2 separate regions of the Sus scrofa genome follow, and region 1 is linked to region 2. Evidence: chromatin contacts called from public promoter capture Hi-C data. All regions are on one chromosome and are shown on one strand. Each heading gives the region's core, a stretch centred on a gene start, on an enhancer-like site or on the middle of the called end of the contact. The rest is flanking DNA. Distances are from core to core; before and after follow the strand shown.

Region 1 (3,299 bases), core at 224-2,723, 210 kb after region 2:
ATTCAGAATTATCACACTTTTTTGCACACGTTATCTCAACAATTTGTCACACACATCAATTTAGAAAATTTTAAAAATTGTATTTCGTTGCTTTTGGCGACAGGGCAGGGAAAGGGGTGCTCATATATTTAGGGTAAGAATGTTAGTTGTAACAGCTACTTATTAGGAACAAATGGTAGGAATCTACGCTGAGATTTAAAATGTGCATATTCTATCCAGAACATTTTCATGTTAGTATCTCTACCCTAGAGAACACTTGGATACAGGTACAAAAAGACACAAACATATGTTGAAGGTAGCAAAGAAGAAGCAAACTACATGTCTGAGAGAAATGGAATCATAGATTAAATCTACTGGTTCTGAGGACTACCAAGCAAATTTAAAAAGAATATGGTAAATTTATACATAGAAATGGAAAGATCTCCAGGATATAATGTCAAATGGGAAAAAAAGTAACATCTACAGATTTATAAATGCGCAGGAACGAGGAGTCATCATATAGGGACCGGTTTGTAGTTACTGCCATTAGCGTAATTTGTGATGTTTAAATTTACAGTGAGGTGTAATTTAGAATTAATAATAGCACTTATAATGTCTTTGGAAGAATGTCCAAGGTCAGCAACACCGACTGAGGCACTGACTCTAATAGGCAAACTGAATGCCTGAGCAACCGGAAGCGGAAGGAAAATGTTCATGATGTAACGTATTCTTTCACATATTTGAACAAGGTAACTGTAGCATCTAATGGGGGGAAAAGTTTACTTAAAATATAAACATAAATTTGAATTAATAATTAAAGGATGCCAATTTTGTGGGAAAACATATACATACTGTGGGGAAAATATGGTTAACTGTGACAATTAAGATAGTGGTGTTAATGCAATAAGAGCACAGAAAAAGTATCCTAAGTGTCGAGGCCTGAAGAGAAATCAAATCTGAGGTGACACCTGAACAGAGAAATCCAATGTCCTACTTTTCATTCCTGAAGAGCTGAGGTGGCCAGGGCCCTGAAATCCAGTCCCATGATTATTTTCCCAGTGCTGTAGCCTAAATCCCCATCAAGAGAATGAAGGAAGGCGGAAGCGGAATCTACGAGGAGGGTTAGGCGCACTCGAGCAAATCGAACTAGCTCTGCGCCCTCAAAGCCAGATTTTTAGATTCCCACTCTTTACTCAGGGCAGGCCAGCCCGCTCCCTCCCGCCTTCCCGCGACCCTTACTGGGTAGTAGATGATTGACAGAGTCATTCACCAATCGCTGACTCTGATACAGGGGCCCAAGCCCCAGCCGGATCTTTGGTCCCTCGGGCAAGATGCGGCCTCTGTGCGTCGACGTCAGCGTGATGACGTCACGGGACGGGTACTCGAGAAGGTCTGGGGGCACCTTTCCGCGGGCGGTGGGTTGTGTGTGGTCCGCAGGGCTAGATTCCCGGTCCCGCCCCGCCCAGCTCCGCCCCTCCGCCCGCAAGGACTCCTGCGGGCACAGTCCGGGAGCCGCTGTCGCCCGGCCAGCCTGAGGCGGCCGGCCGGGAACAACCCGATGAGGTAGGCTGGGTTTCTCGTCTCCCTATTTGACAGATTGGAAAACTGAGTCATCTGGGATCAGATGATTTGCCGGGGGCTTACTGAAGACCCGCTATCGCAGGTCCTAGCCAAGCGTTCGGTTCTGTGTGTTGAGCGTCCCCGTACTCAGGAGGCGGAGGAGGGGCTAGGCAGGCTCTGTTTATAAAGGATACAAAAGTGAAGTTTCAGATTTCAGAGGCCCTTGTCATCCAGGTTTGGGCTGGGTTTCGGGGAGTGGATGCAGGTAGTGAGGTCTTCATTCCTTCACCCTGCGGAACCCAAGGAGTCTTTGGTGGGATCCAGGCCACTGCTGGCCCCGTGGGCCCTCCAGAGTGACAAGAGTGCAGAATAGTGCGTTGATACAGAGGAGGTTTGTTACTGACCTCTTTTATTCATTAAGAAAAGCTGTTTTCAAAACAAAATTTAAAAATTAAAGCACAAGTCACGAATGTTCTGGTTCTGGTTTCAGTTCATTGCTTTGCTCACTCATGGGTATCTGGCCATATTTTGAAATCTCAGGAGCATGCTTATTTTTGGTTTAGGTTTAGAAAGGGATTTTTTTTCTCTCTCTTTAGTTCAAACATGACTTAACATTATGCAACGTTTCTTATCATTCTCAGGGATAATGGGATTATCATTCTCTTAATGTGCCATTTGTTCACCATGTCATTTGTCTTCTGTTTCACAGATGGAATCACTGAATTCATCACTTGACTTAGTTTGAATAAGTTTAGCAAGGTAATAAAGTAACAGGTCACACCTGTGATAAATACTGGAGTTAGTTCAATTTGTTCATCTCAGAGTTCTTTGTTCAGAAGGGTTCTGAAAACTAATTTATATATATTTTTTATATATATATATGAATTATCTATATATAGCCCGTCTACCCATACACTCACAAAACAAAACAACTTATGGTTCTGTTGACTTTATTTATGGACTCTAATAAAGTGGGGCAGGATTCATGCTCAAAGTGAAAACGCATATTGTGCAGTATATGCATCCATATATAATATTTTGTATTGTCATGAAGAATTCATTCTCTTTGAATCTTGCTGTCTCAGACATTGACCTTTTAAGACTGCATTATTGCATAAGATTGCATTATTGCATAAAATTGCATTAAAGAAATGAAATTAAACTGCTTCAGGGGACTTTGCCTTATGTTCACAGCAGGATGGTTATTATCATCTGAATTTATTCTTTGGAACAGTTTATCTGATGAGCGCTTCATCTATGCCATGCTTTGTTTTAGATGTGGGGGATTTAATACTGAAAAATGTAAAGATCCCGGCCTCAAAGACCTTCCATTTTGGTGGAGATACTGTAAATATGTAACAGAAATGACAGTGTTAGATAATAATAAATGCTAGGAAAAAATATTACAGAGTAAGGGGCTGAAATGTGTGTGGGGGAAAATTTATATATGGGTAGTCAGGGAAGACTTCCTTGAGGAAGTTTGAATGAGACCTGAATATTAGAATGAGTCAGCCACTGGGAAGAGCTGCTGGAAGTTTCCAAGCACAAGTAGCAGAGCAAAGGAGCTAAAGAAAAAAGGTGTTTGGCATGTTCCAGTGCTAGAAGAAAAGCTGTGTGAGTGGAATGAACTGAGGGGAGAGTCAGGTGGGAGGACAGCAGGAGGTGATGACCCTTGAGAGGTGGGCAGGAGTGAGATCTTCTCAACCCCACATAAGAATTGCCGACAGGCAAGGGGAGATAGGATTTATATATTGTCAAAG
Region 2 (3,198 bases), core at 168-2,667:
TCTGGAGTTCTCTAGGGCTCCATTCTCAGCCCATTTCTCGTTTTCTACACTCCCTGATACTCCAGATTTCCTCAGCCTCAGTGCTATTGACAGTAGGGCTGGGTAATTATTGAGTGAGTGGAGGAGTGGGGTTGTCCTGCACACTGTGGGAGGTTTAGTAGTATTTCTGGTCTCCTCCCTCTAGATGCCAATGGCAACTTAACCTCCACTCCACTATGATAATCAAAAATGTCCCTAGATATTGCCAATTGTCCCCTGGGGAATAAAATCACCCTGGGTGGAAAACCACTATTCTACTCTCCTCTCTGGCTTCAGTTACCACCTAGAATCCCGATCCCTAGCCCTGCTGGTCTCTGAAAGTGTTTATCCAACTGTCCCCTGAGTATTTCCACCTGGTATATTCCATGGTCATCTCAGGTCATTTCAAAACCAGTTAATCCTAAACCGAATTCATCTTCTCTCACTCAGGACTGACCTCCCAGTGGCCCAAACCAGAGGCCTCTTCTGAGTCTAAATCCTTCTCTCCCCTTCTCAACTCTTCCACCCTCTGCATTTCTACAACCATGGCCTTAGCTCAGACAGTGTCTCTCATAGGGATTAGGACAGCACCGTCCTGCCCTCTGCCTTGCCCTGCCAGTCTCCACGCCATCGTAGGTGAACTTCCTAATGTATATACCTGATGATGCCCCTCCTGAGCTTTACTTTTATGGATGGTTCCAACAACCCTTGGTATTAATAGCAAATCCTTAAAATGGTTTTCAAGGCCCTGAGTGATCTGGCTTCAGATTACCCTCTGCCTCGTACTTGAACCCCATATCATGCTCATTTTCTCTTGTTCCCCCATCTTTCTCTCATCCAGGGATGCTCTCTCATTCTGCCTCATCCTGGAAAAGCAGATTAAGATGATATAAACTTGGAGACTGAAGGTCTTTTTTTAAAAAGAGTTGCTTCTTTTTTCTTGATTCTACGTTAGTGATCCTAACATCACACAAACATAAATCATAAACCCAGTTTACTTGGTTCTTGATGATCCTTAACTCCCAAACACACAAACCTCTAGGCCTGCAGTATTGAAAAGTGAGGGGTGAGGGGAGCAGTCTCACTGCGAATGTGGCTGAGGTTTGTTCCTGAGTCCTCAGCCCAATGGCAAGGCCCTACTTTCTAGTCCTCTAGGCTCTATAATGAGTGGGAGCTGCCAAACGGCCATGATGAACGAATGCTCTCATTTCTTCGGGAAGAGACTCGTTCTATTTTTAATTTGGAGTTAGAAGTTGAGATTCTTTTGACAAAAAGACAGGGGCACAGCAAATACAGCATCCTTGGTACCCTTAACCTTGAGTTTGTTTCCCAGTGCTGGTTACCTGTTCAAGGTAGCAGAAAAACATATTCCTTCTCATCGCTCCCCCCACCCCCCCCCCCTTTTAAAACGCGGATGTCCTTCAGGATGCTAGTGGCACCACTGCCACTGCATTTCCTGTTGGCAGCAGAGAGCAAGTGAAAACAGAAGCTGCAGCGGGCAGCGGCCCAGGCAGAAACAGCTTCCTCACGATTCACCGGAGCTTTCCCAGGGCCCCGGTCCCGGCTCTCGGGCCTTGCAAGTTCTGATCCCCACAGCTGCAGAGGCCGCCGTCGGGAGGGGCAGCAACTTTGGCGGAGATCGGGTGCGAGAAAGCCGGGCGCGGCGCTGCGCCCAAGCTGCTCAGCGCCCCCTTGGGCTCCGGCTGGTCCTAGGGGGCGGTGGGCGCGGCGCACGGCCATGCCGGGACGCGCTCTCCTCCGCGTGGCCCGGGGGGCCCTGGGTGTCTGGCTGCTAGGGGGCTTCTGGGTCTGGGCGCTGGGCGGCCTCTGCGGCCTGGGGGCAGCGGCGCCGGGAGCCGGGGCTGGGGGCTCACCGAGTGCTCAGCGCCCATGCCAGGCGCCGCAGCAGTGGGAGGGGCGCCAGGTGCTGTACCGGCAGAGCACAGGGCGCTACAGCCGCGCCTTGCTCTCCTACGACGGCCTCAACCAGCGAGTGCGGGTCTTGGACGAGCGGAAGGCGCTGATCCCCTGCAAGAGGTACGTCGACCGCGAAGCTTGGGGGTCCCGGGCGGGTGAGATCGTGGGAGCTGCATTGAGGCGAGGGGTTTCCAGCCACTCGCGGCGCCTCCCTCCCATCAGAGACAAACTTGGCGGAGAGGGCCGCTTGGAGACAGCAAGTCAGAGGCTGGGCCCACCGGGGGCTGCCTGCCGACGGGCACTCAGTAAAACCCATCGGGGCAGTAGCCGTGGGGAAAGAACCCCCAGGCCCACGTTCAAAGGCTGCTGAGTCAGCCTCGCGGCTCCTGGTGCCTCCTTCAGCCTAGGGCGTGTCTTCTGCACTATCTCATCTCTTCCAGGAGCCATCTGTACACAGAATACGTCCGTTTTTTTAAAGAATTTAAAAAAATTTTTTTTAAAGGATCGTGGCAACACTGCCAAAGGTGTGTGGAATCAAAGAAGATAAACTCATTGCCTTGTCACAACCGTTTAAATTTTGGTCTCCTCCCTTAAATTTTCATTTAAGTAAGTTTTACATTTTGTGATCAAAAAGCCTATATTGTCTGTACCCTTTTTATGTAACAGGATCTCTTATGTGTTCTTATTTGCCATTTGATTAGTTGGCCCCTACGGATTTTTGATGGCTGCACATGGAGGGGTTACCCTACAATTTTTTTTTTTTAAACCACTGGTCTGATCATTCACCTTTCTTCATCTGTTGTGACAAAAAGCACTCTCTTTCTGAGATCTCATCCTGCTTCTGACCCCTTTTAGACCTGATTTCTATTTTGGGATCACCACCTGTCAATTCTGCCCTTTCCTGTTTCCCTCTGTGAGTTCCTCCCAGAGTTATGCTGACCTCTCTGTATGGCATTTGCACTATTAAGAGGTACCATGTGAATGTCCCTGGTTTAAGGCTCCAGTGGGCAGAAAGTTCTGGGGCAAATTTGATATCATTTCACCTAAAAGCGTTTGTTGAAGTATTAGGCAGCGTGAAAGCAGTACAGTAGCACCAGAACCTTATAAAGCAGTATATACAAGAATGCAAGATAGTGCGTGATGAAACGTAAACCTTGAGTGCTGAGGAGGCCTGAAGCAGCCGAGTCATCACGGGGAATTGGAAATGTCTGCAAGGCCTTTCAAGAACCTCAGGGCTTTTGGTTAGGTCTCAAAGTACTTTGT

The links. Promoter capture Hi-C pulls out the DNA fragments that hold promoters and counts their contacts.
Region 1: a contact with region 2 is called in a promoter capture Hi-C map of fetal liver, with 2.4 times the contacts expected there. The contact joins the promoter of STARD3NL here to the promoter of EPDR1 in region 2. A contact is called at or near these places in 1 of 5 promoter capture datasets (fetal liver) and 2 of 47 Hi-C or Micro-C datasets (embryonic fibroblasts and epiblast stem cells).

Annotation. Positions count from the first base shown.
Region 1 is chr9:108,629,914-108,633,212 of Sscrofa11.1, forward strand. It overlaps STARD3NL (STARD3 N-terminal like), which reads left to right and starts at 1,474. Exons shown (of 9, transcript NM_001201385.2): 1 at 1,474-1,542. It overlaps LOC102157670 (a long non-coding RNA gene), which reads right to left and starts at 1,202. Exons shown (of 5, transcript XR_002335915.1): 1 at 974-1,202.
Region 2 is chr9:108,416,580-108,419,777 of Sscrofa11.1, forward strand. EPDR1 (mammalian ependymin-related protein 1) reads left to right here and starts at 1,418. Exons shown (of 5, transcript XM_021063578.1): 1 at 1,418-1,481; 2 at 1,484-1,725; 3 at 1,727-2,055. The coding sequence starts at 1,433.